2 separate regions of the Anas platyrhynchos genome follow, and region 1 is linked to region 2. Evidence: chromatin contacts called from public Hi-C data. All regions are on one chromosome and are shown on one strand. Each heading gives the region's core, a stretch centred on a gene start, on an enhancer-like site or on the middle of the called end of the contact. The rest is flanking DNA. Distances are from core to core; before and after follow the strand shown. Region 1 holds the start of AKAP13 (A-kinase anchoring protein 13). Region 2 overlaps AKAP13 (A-kinase anchoring protein 13).

Region 1 (5,390 bases), core at 1,580-4,079, 68 kb before region 2:
CCTCATCTACTGTCTCTCTTTTTTGGTTTGTGGTTATATGTGGGTGCAGGCAGGATATTTTGAGATAAAGGATTTGGGGGTGGAAACAATTGAAAGACATAAGTAGAGCACAGACTACATCCTGGTGAAGGCAGAGAGGCAGAGTGATGTGCCGATGAGAGCATGGCTGGGCATCTGAAGTGGCTGGCAGTGGAGATTTTCCTTGCTCTGGTCCTGGGCAGAGGCCTTACAAACCCTTCTGTAGGGTAGGGGAGCCTGGGCTGTGACCGGGCCTGAACCTCTGCCTGGCACCTCACGGAGCTCAGTACTCACCCCATGTCCCTTCCTGCCTTTGTAATTCCCCACATAAGTCATGGCCAACGCCTGGCGCTCTGGAGAAGCTTGCTCTCACAGAAATATATGTAATTACACCCTCTCTGCCCCCTTTTTGGCTCCTGGAGTGAAAGGGTCAGGCTGCCTGTGAAGGACGGGGCCCATCGGTCGGTCCCATCACCTCGTTGCTGTGCAGTCTGAGCTCAGGTGGCCTCCTGCTAAGCTTTGGTGCTGGAGGCTGCGCTGCCCCACCTCGCTGAGCAGAGGGCGAGGAGAGCTGTGCTTGGAAGCTCCCTGACTCGGCAATCTGCCCACAACTTCAGCCACCACATAAAATCTCCCCAGACTCCCCCATTTACCAGTGGGGAGTCATCGCCCAGAAACTCCTGCCTGTCAGAAGTAAATTGAAAGCCATCTCCCTTCACAAATTCCTTGATATTTCTGTTTTCTAAGCTCATTTCCTTGCCTCCTGGAATATTACGGCTGTGGTAAACACTCCTGGGCAGTCTTGCTTGCAGATTACACTTGTATCCTCACGTGCAAAGCCTCTCTGAACTATTTGCAGCCTTTGTTTGCCTCCTGATCCCAAAGACATGGCTGGGGCCTTTGGCAGGCCTGGGGCCATGCCAGCCCTGGAGAGGCAGCCACAGACAGAGGTTGGCTCGCCAGGTTAGGGCCACCAAGCAGAGAACAAACTTGCCCTTGATGGACAGCCAGGAGGGTAAAGCTCCAGATCTCTGAGCGTGTGTTATGGAAAATTTTAGGCACCTGTTATCTGTCACCATGCTACCTCCTCCTGATTGCCTCACGTTATGAGGTAGGTTGGGCTGGGCTGGGCTGGGTTAGTCATTGTTTGGTTGGAGACTCGGAGGGGACAGAGCTTCTGCAGGAGGTGGCTTTTCACTAGATGGTGCTCTTTCCTGAGCCATCCTGTGCCGTCCCCTTTTTGAGTCTGGGAACTTCCCAGTGTTCCTCTTGTACGCCCTTCTTACAGGGATGGGAGGAAGGCAAATTAAACTGTATTTCCAGTATCCCTGCTCTCAGGTGCCTCACCCTGCTGGAGCCATGTATGAGAAATTATTGCTTTACATCCTGGTTTAAAAGGGCGTACGGTGTCGGTATGTCCCAGCCTCCAAATGATCACATTGCATGAGGGGTGAAACCATTTTTATTATTTCAGTTGATTTAAACGGGATCAGCACTGCACACCTTAGAAGACGATGCCAAGCTCATGCAGAGCACTTTCAGCAGGAAATCTCCACTGTACACAGCTCAGTGTTATTATTTTTATTCTCCAGAGAGAGCACACCAGGTACAGAAATTACCCGCATCCTTTGTCCAGCTCTCTGGCCAGCAGCAAGGTCTTTTTGGGAAGTACAGCAAGTGTTTTTGGGGTCGGCTGCAGTGAGGTGAGGCTGCCCACCTTTAGTGCGACAGGAATCGCACGAGTAACTCAGCGTGGCTGCTGTCTTTGTGGCTATGATCGCCTGGCTACCACCAGGGCTAGCAGGATGCATCTGTGTGCAGTAGGTTAAGCTGAGGGGAAACGTTGGGCCGCCACATGAACTCATTTCCAAGAGCTTCCATCATAAACGCTAACTGAAGGCAGGTCACCGCCACAACTGCTCGTGCATCTTCTCTCCAGAGGCCTCCCCAAACCTAGCCACACGCGGACCACAGGCCACATGAATGCGTCTGCTGACGGTGGGTTGCCATTGCCACCATTTTCTGGGGCAAGGCACGGGAACAGCGAGGGAAATTGTCCTGGATCAAACTCCACACCTCATGCAGCAGAGCAGCGGGAAGGTGCTGCGGAGCAGGACAGGGCTGCGGGCATGAGTGGAGCTGCTGGATTTTGTGCTAGGAAGCGATGTGCAGCGTGTGCGTGCAGCAGATCAGCTTGTGCTGGGGGAGGACTTATCCATTGCAGGAGGTGGGCACGCCAGCAGCAGCGTACCAAACTAAACAAGCCATTAAAGCTCCTGGCCAGCGTGTGGGGAGGAAGTATCCCCTTTAAGTAAAAATAAAATAAAATAAAATAAAATAAAATAAAATAAAATAAAATAAAATAAAATAAAATAAAATAAAATAAAATAAAATAAAATAAAATAAAATAAAATAAAATAAAATAAAATAAAAAGCACATTAAAAAAGAATTAAAAAATCAATAATAAAAAAGTTCTCTGCTTCTTTTCGCACCAGAAACACCCAAACCTCAGCGAGCCCAATGAGCGGGGCCAGCCAGGTGGCCGGAGGGGGGGGGTGCGGGGGTGCCACTCCCCGACAGCCCCGCTTCACCCGGGGGTCTCTGGGCTGAATCTCCCCCGACCCCAAGCCCCCGGCCGGGTACTGCCCGTCCCCCCACCCGGTGCCCCCTGCCCGGGGGCGGCCCGGCCCGGCCCGGCCCGGCGGGCGGCGCATGCGGGCTGGCGGCTCGGGGGCGGGCACGGCGGCGGCTCTCGGCTCGCAGCCCGCAGCCCCCGGCCCTCCTTCCTGCCCGCCTCCCCGGGCGGAGAGCACCCGGCCCGGCCGCTTTTCCCACCCCCCTCCCTCCTTTCCCATCTCCTTTCCCCCCCCTCCTTTTCCCTTTCCCTTCTCCCCGTCCCCTGTCCCTCTCCCTTCCCTCCCGGCCCCGCTGCTGCCAGGGGGCGAAGCCGCCCGCCCGCCGTGGGGTGAGTGTGTGAGCCCCGCAGGAGTTTTTGCGGAGGATGGGGAAGGGGTCTAGGGGGATAAAAAGGGGTCTTTTGGGGTGGTGAGGGAGTGGGGCCCCTCCGCGGTCCCTCGGACACTTCCCCGCCCTTCCTCCTCCTTCTCCTCTTCCTCGGAGCTTTTCTCCGCGCAACTTCGTGCGGAGCCGCTCAGCCTCGCGTGCTTTTTTTCTCTTTATTTTATTTTTTATTTTTTTTTTCCTTATTTCTCACTCTTTTCCTTTACTTTTCGCTTCTTTGCTGGCGCGCCGCGCCTCGCCTGCTCCCGCCCCTATTGTCTGCGGGCTGCCCGGGGGAGAGGGGGGGAGCGACCCCCGGCCGTGTGCCCGGGCTGCTGCGGGGGGGGGAGCACACGAACACACCCCCAGAAATACACAAACACACGCAGATCTACACAAACACACGCTTATATACACACAAACACCCCCCCCGGCTGGCCCCCAGCCTCCCTCCTCGCTATTCAGCCCATTGATGTGCTGCTGGGGGGGGGAGAAATCAACAAAACCTCGAGCTTCGCTGATGCAACTTTGTATCTTAGTTTGTTTGGGTTTTGCTGAGAGAGTAATCCGGGTTTTCAATCAATCTCCTCTGTTCTTGTTTTTTTTTCCCCACCTTTGGGGCTCAGTGGGTTGTTGGAGCCGGGCAGGGGGTCGTGGCTGGGGGGTTCTTGTTGTGGGGTCACCCTGCTGCTGGAAAATGTGCTCAAGGGGAACCCCACTTCTCCTAAAGCCACTGTGACGATTCCTGGGTGAGGATTGTGAAAGCGTGCTCGTTTCTTCACCTGCGAATTGTCCGAGCTGGTTAATCCACCGGCCGTGGCCGCGTTATCCCCACGAGTCATGGAAAGGAGCTGGGATTAGTGGAGCCGAGTTTTGCTGACCTCTGTAATGGGCTCTGCCCTGTGTCCTTCGCAGGGCTGCTCGTTAGCTGGAGCTCAGGAGAGAAAAAGTGCTTTAAAAAGTTTGTAAGGGTGTTCTGTGCTGGTTGCGGATGACCAGACGGGGTCTTGATAAAGGGATTATGAATGCTGTGCTCATGCAGGACAGTTGGTAGCTGCGGTGTTCCCTGCAACCCGTGTCAGCCATAAAACTGTAGGTGCTCATGGAGATACGCGGTGCAGTAGAAATATGTAAAGCATGTAGCTTCAGCGCTGAGTTTAGACAGTTGCTCTGAGATCTGTGAGTGTCTCGTGTGCTGGCAGTCTCAGCTAACGTAATCTCAGTGGTTTTAAAAGGCCAAACTACATTATTTCCCCCGGTGGTGACTCTCTTCAGCTGAAAATCCCTCCCTTGCCTGGCGTGCTTTTGGTGCTTTGCAAACCCTTGCCAAGTTGTAGGGGGACTGCGGAGGTGAACCGAGTTCCTCACAGTCCCATGAAGGTAAGGCACGCGTGATTCAGTTAGCGCCGTGTTAGAGGAGGTGTATTTTATTCAGAGATATCCTAGCAGTGGGTGTAGATTGACATTAACCTCACAACATCCGTGTCTGTGGGCAGAAGCTGTCTGTGCTAGAGGAGCACCCGTTCACGCAGAGGGCTCTTGCTACACCACTGCGGTTCCAGGCTGTCACCTTTCGTGGTGAGATGTTTTGCTTGGACCCTTTTTTTTCCTTTCTTTTTTTTTTTTTTTTTTTTTTTATTTCCAGGCCTCGTAGCAGGATACGGGTGCATTAAGCAAGGTGAGGATAACCCAGGCGTGTGTTGTCCCTTGGCATGGGTTCAAACATGTACCTATCTCCTGTGCTTATGGCATGAGCCTGGCGCGTCTCCTGTCTGTCCTCTCGGCGCTGCCCGGCGCTGGGCAGACAGGCTGGCCTGGGGCTGTTGCTAGAAGGGCACGGATGTGGAGTTGGGCAAGGCAGACGGGTTCTGCAGGCAGCCTGAATTACAAGTCTCCCCGCAGGTAGCGCGGCATCGTGTCGGCCCCGTGCTCCAGCCCGTGTCTGGCAACCAGGTCCGGAGGCCAAGGCATGGTCAGCACGGTCCAAAAGGTGAGGACGTGGCAATGCGTGGAGGAATAGGGGCCAGAGAGCCAGGCAGGAGCTTGGTGTTCATGATTTACAGCCCCACAGCAGCAGAGGAGGAAAAACGCAGTTGAAAAGTCCCAGCTTTTCATACAAATAGAGCCCTGCCAGGTAAATGGAGGGTTTTAAACGTAGGCTGTGTGGGGAAGCTGTTGGATGCAGGCTCACGCAGAACTTGCTGCTAATCTCTCAGCAGGATACGCTCCTGACTAAGCCGTGTTCTGGTCCAGGGTACACTTCTGTACTGAGAGGGGGATTAAGTGCTGTTAAAGGAATCTGGTTATTCTATCCAAAGCATGAGGTAGGGCAGCGCTCTATAAATTATACCAGAGGAGAAAAACATTGGTA
Region 2 (5,765 bases), core at 2,856-5,355:
CAGGACCAAGCTTTATCTCCTGGCTCTTTCACTGGCATGGGTCGAGGTTATGACAAGTAACTGTCACTTGGCTGGGGTGAGTGTCTCTGCTTTCTGTGCTGGGGCTCTCTTGGATGTTTTTTTCCCCCAGTGTGTAATTGTATCAAAAATATTTTGCATAGTCTGTGGTGTAACTGTGGATATTCAGTAGAAAAGGGGCTCTATGAAAATCTTTCACATACTTTTGATTTCTTCAAGTGCGTTTTACTGCAAGATGTGCAAAAAAATAATAATAATAAAAATAAAAAAAAAAATAGTCCATGTGGCTGGGCAGTCCTTGGGCAGAAGGTTGCAGAAGTCTTGTGTTAATGGCAGGCAGGAAGCTGGGAGTTGAGTTTTGTTTGTTTGGGTTAAATACATGCAGTGGCTTCTCTGATCTTCACCCTCTTATGGAAGTTGTATGTCTATCAACACAAGTCAAAGTTTCAGCCTGAGTATTGCAAAGTGCTCCCTAGCTGTTGTCAGTGCGTTGTTGGAATATTCAGGTCATCAAGGAGTACGTGGGTAGGAAAAAAGGGCTCAGCATTGCTCTGAGTAATAGAGCCTTATTTTTAAGTGGCCTTTTTACTGTTGTGATCTGTAAATGAAGTTCTCTGTTCATAAATTAAATAACTTACATCGATCACTTAGCTTAAATACTGCTGTTGCTAAAATCCAAGCGAGAAAGAAAATTCAAAGGAGTTTTGTAAAGTGTTGATCTTTTTATAAATGTTAGCATTAATTGAGAGGCCAGAAGAGTATTCAGCAGGAGATTTAATTGCAGAAGGATCAAGGATCTCAAGCTGCGTCCTTATTTCTAACAAAACTTCAGTAAGTACAGAGTGCACATGAGTAAATGACCAAGGTCGGTTCAGTTGCATACAATATCCTGGTAGTCGTACTTCAGAAGTACTCAGCAGCCTCACTGGCTTCTGGCTGTAGGATTACTGTAATGTTTTTGATCATCCTTTTTAACCCATTCACATCTTCTGCCACTCTGAAATCAACGTTGTTTTTTAGAAGTATAACCTGAGAGCAGGACTGGGTATGGGAGTGCTGGAACAGGACGGAGGTGACAGGTAGGGGTGAGCTGTGAAGCATTAAGTGGCATCTTCTCTTGATTACTACCAAGACTGCAACCTTAGATCTGTCTTTAAGACAGGAGTGTTTTTTCTCGGTGATAATGATCAGTGGGTGTGAAATGGAAAAGATTAGCAGCTGGAGAAGGGTGATGCATCACTGCAATTTTTTTTTCCTTTTCCTTTTTGATTAAAAGGAACAAACGCTCTAAATCACAGCACTCCTCCTCTGCACGGTTTGTCTAAGGTGTGTCCGCATTATTCGGGGTGACAAAGCCAAATGTGTCATACCCAGAGATTGTATGGGAGGGCGAACGCTTAATTGATAAAAGTGCTCCCATTGACTTTGGTCTTTAATCAGGTCTGCAGACTGAGTCTCTCGTATAAACTGCCACCTGGGAGCTGCGCAACCCGCCGAGTTGCTCAGGGAGGGTTTTGATAGAGATGAGAGCTCTCACTTCCACGCCAAAATGCCGTGCAACTTAATGAAGTATGAACTTCAAAAGCTTCGGCAAGAATGTACTGACCCTCTCTTAATGTAACCTGGGTTTTGGGTACAGTAGTTCCTCTCTTCTGTTAATGAATGAATTGCTGTAGGTTACCCATTGTGTCACCTTTAATCTAGAACGGGAAGAAAAGAGTAATGCTTATAATAGGAATATATTTCTTTCACTTGCATATCTCACCCAGAATGAAATGCCCTTTATGTGTGTATTCCTCAGGAGGAGTAATTGTGATAACCTCTGATGTTTGTGTTTTAAGAAAAACCCTCTTTTGAATAAATATTAAAGGGTTAAAGAAAATAAGCACGACACAGCTTTGAGGCTTGTGACAGGAGTGTCTGTCAGGTTGTTATCATGTCTGAGACAGTCCCAAGTATGGCTTGTGCAGTGTTATGAGCTGGTTAATTAATCTTCTTCAGAAATCTTTACCAAAGGTGTAAAAGGAGAAAATGAAATACCTTTGTAGTCCTAATGCAGTAAAACATTGCTATTAGGTTGGCATCGATGTTTTAGTTAATCTACTAATGCTGAATTTGTTTTCTTTGTGGCATCTATGGTCACAAAAGCCACTGCAATGCCCAAATATGAGATCAGTCCAGCAGAAAAGGTGGAATATGCCGAGTGTGCTTTTAATGTGGGAATTTCTCATGAAAAGCACTATACAGAAGCCCTGTCCGACTTTCTTTTGAGGTCCTTAGGCAGGAGGAGAATGAGCCTTGATGTTCAGCTCAGTGCTGTGGTGAGAGGATCTGATAAGCCTCTTGTCTTTTATTTGTTGGCCCTTGAGTTCTTCTTAATGACAAAGTAGTTTGCTGCCCCACCTTCAAAGTGTCTTTGAATTACGAGTGGAAGGCCTCTTAGCACCCTTTACAAATAAAATACTTGCTTGTGTTCCTTGTGGAAGAACCTGCTACTTGTTTGGTTTTAAGAAAGTTGGTTGGGGCACCCGATCAGATGGACTTTGGAGAGGAGCACGTCGCGTCTTTCCTGGTTCTGTTTTCATTCTGCAGGCAAAATCATATCCTCCCTAAACTGTGTCCTCATTTCTTGAGATTTTGTTTTTTTAAGTCCTTGATCCACATTTTTTTTTCATTCTCCTCTTCCCAAACTGTGGTCTACATCATGCAACAGAAGTCCCCCTACTGCTGAAATGGGATCAGCACCTGCCACCTGAGCTGGGCATCATGTTGTGATGAGCTGCTGCTCTTGGGTACCCCAAAAAAGACTGTGGCTCAGATGAGTTACCACATGGCTGCTGGCTTGCTCCTTTTAGACGAGGCATCCTCTAGCTCACAAGATCCATTCCGCGTTAGCGTAGGACTTCTTTTGAGTGGTGACCCCTATGGATTTACTGCAGATGGTTTTAGCTGGAGAATTGAGAAGAGGCTGCCTGACCATCAGCACTGCCTTCCTTCAAGGTGAGCCATGGGTTAAATTGTAGCTCAGAGGTCTCTTCTCAGCGCTTTTTTGCTATTAGCCAAAATCAAAACGCTGGTGATTTGGGTTCCAAGCCTTCCTCCCATAATTGTCCATTTGATCTTTGCTTCTGTGATCCTGTTCAGTGTGTGTGAATGTGCTGGTGCACAGTAAGTGGCCTAGCTTGGAGTCTAGAGAGCTTGCTGTCTGAAGTTCTGCCCTTCAGTCACCATTACTTGGCAGCACTGCTTGTGATCTTCAAATAATAAGAATTCCAGAAGAAAGATGCTAGAACTGGTACAAGGAAAGGGTGGGAAAGTAGAGAAGGCATTAATCCCCTCTTTGGCAGTGCTATTAGATTGGTTGAACCTGCTTTCTGAAACTGTGCCCCACTGCAAACATGCAAAAGGAATCCTTGTATTGTCACACTAAGAGATTTAATAAAATAAAATTAAAAAACAAAAAAAAAAAACACTGTATATTACACTGTATATTATACCTCTTAGGTTCTGAATTTAGGGTTCTTTATGTCTTGAAGTAGCTGATGAGCTGATTAATATCTGGAAAGATGCTGAGAGATTGCATCCCAACCCCAGTGCTGGCTGATTGCGGTGCCTTCCCTCCTGATCAGTGGAGCTCAGCACATGGTGTTTAAGAGGATGAAAATGCTCTTTAATTCCTGTTCCTCAATGGAATGTATTTATATAGCTTATAAATATTCTTCCATTACCTTTAGGACAACCAACCAGATTTCTTATCTTATCTGTCAAGAGGCAGGTCCCTGCTTTATTTTCTGTAACAAAATGCAGCATTCATTTTGGGAACTGTTAGGCTCGAGCCAATTTTGTCAGCAAAGCTAACACGAGGGTGTTTTTGAAGATGTTGAATTGATGAAGGCGTGATGCTTTCAATTAAACTCTCAAATCTCCTGTGAAAAGCCCATCTGCTCCTGGTCTCCTTTGCTCTACCTGCAGCGCCCTGGTTCCCAAAGTTGTGCCGCATGCAGTGCGCTTGCAAGCACTCGTCCCCTGCAATCCCATATTGTGCATAAGTGGGAAATAAACTGTGATTAATTGCTCTCTGCTAAGATCGATGCTATGCACTGCCATCAAGTGGCAGCTGTGCTGCAGGATGTGTTTTCAGTGCTGCTTTCTGCAGGGCTGCCTGCATTTCTGTCTGTTTCAAAGCGCTTTGCAGTGTTACAACAGTTTGCTCTGCATAGCAGTTGTGGTTGGGGGGTTCTTTTTCAGTAAGGCAATGGTTGTAATGGTTTCTGTTCCCTAATGGCAAAAAAGTAAGAATTATGTCACTTTTTAAAGAGAGTCTTAGGCATTACGGTAGCTCCAAGTACTGTAGCTACGAGGCTAGAGCAGATATTTCGCAGCTGGCAGGAAAATCAGCACTCTAAAACACACCCTGAGCTGTGTCTCTTTGAGGGCTTACTGTACTGTAGAGGATGCTGAAGTACAAGGAAAATGCTGTCCTTCTATCTTATGCCTTCAAATGTTAGTGTTCAAATCTGATTTTTTTTTTCCCTTTAAAACCCATCAAGACTATTTGTGAAAATACTGTGGTGATAGGAGATTGTTTCAAATAATGTGTCATCAAATGTACTTTATCTTCCAGGATCATATGTACTTTATCTTCCAGGAATTGTGACTCTCTTCAACTCCCTGATGCCAAGAGAATAGCTGGATTTCTGTTTCTTAGTCACTGAATGCGTTCAGGCTGTCTGCTCTTTCTTCCAAGCTCTACGAATTTTGTTGTTATTGCTATGTGAGTAATTAGCAGGATCAATCACTCAAGCTGCTGTTAATAAAATGTGTGGTTCAGTTCACTTACAGTGTAGTGAAGAACAGAAGAGGCTGTAGAAAGAGGACAGAACAAGACATTCCTATCAATTTGGGTTGTTTTTATAGGAAATAATTGTAGTAGTTTCCACGGTTTCTGAGAAAAACTCTTTAAGAGTAAGATCAGCACTTGCTATGGAAACTGGATGGTACCGGGGGGAATATTCTGCTACGGAGACTTACTGAGATGAGAAGTGGACCTCCACTGCTCCTCCCTTCATGCCTCTTCTCTGGACCAGAGCTCTGTGGGGCTTGCTGTGGCTGGGATTTGGGGTTGCTGTCAACAGCTGCTTGTTCCAGCAGTCCAGGCCATGACAGCAGGCACACAGTGTTTTAAATGGATGACCTGGCCAATATTAAACTGCTCAAATAAATGAAAATAAATCAGTGTTTTCTTCACTATACTGCCAGTTCCAACCACACAATAAAACTGTGTTCCCAGCTATTCTTCTTATCAGAGTAGATCTTCCCTAGATTTTCTTCCCTAGTATCTAACAAACTTTTGAATGACACTTTTCTTATCCTTTCTGTTTTTCAGCTTAACTTTGCTTTTTGCCCTTTTGTTGTTAATGTCATTGTTAATTCTTATCACATCCTTCTGTGAGCTAAAAACCATTAGACGTGCCCTTGGCTGGTTAGTTTAGTGAAGGCTGTCTGCCCAGCACGGCACCTTGCAGAGGCCCTCAGGATGCTCTGAACAAAAGCAGGTGATGGAAGTGCTCCAGAGGTTGTGGAGCCGTGTGCTGAAGCAATAATACACCTTGTTTGGCTCTTAACCACCCGTTCTAGTAACTTCCCCAGCTCTGTGCGCCTAAGTGATGTGTCATAAAGATACATCCATAAAGATAAATTGTGTGTCGTCTTCAGCGCTAACGAGATCCTGTTACTGTGATGGATTT

What was found. A called contact is a pair of places that touch in the nucleus more often than the background predicts.
Region 1: a Hi-C map of subcutaneous adipose tissue shows a contact between it and region 2, with 3 times the contacts expected there. The contact joins the promoter of AKAP13 here to the enhancer-like site in region 2. A contact is called at or near these places in 4 of 8 Hi-C or Micro-C datasets (F1 follicle, liver, skeletal muscle and 1 more).

The regions. Positions count from the first base shown.
Region 1 is chr11:18,379,130-18,384,519 of IASCAAS_PekinDuck_T2T, reverse strand. It overlaps AKAP13 (A-kinase anchoring protein 13), which reads left to right and starts at 2,829. Exons shown (of 41, transcript XM_072043424.1): 1 at 2,829-2,984.
Region 2 is chr11:18,311,936-18,317,700 of IASCAAS_PekinDuck_T2T, reverse strand. All of the region lies in intron 4 of AKAP13 (A-kinase anchoring protein 13), which reads left to right. Among named protein-coding and RNA genes, the nearest start is that of AKAP13, 67 kb to the left of the region's middle. Within about 2 kb of position 4,105, at least 1 of the 8 cell types and tissues checked has an H3K27ac peak or open chromatin away from gene starts, as enhancers often do. A contact at or near this core is called in subcutaneous adipose tissue, where this site is marked.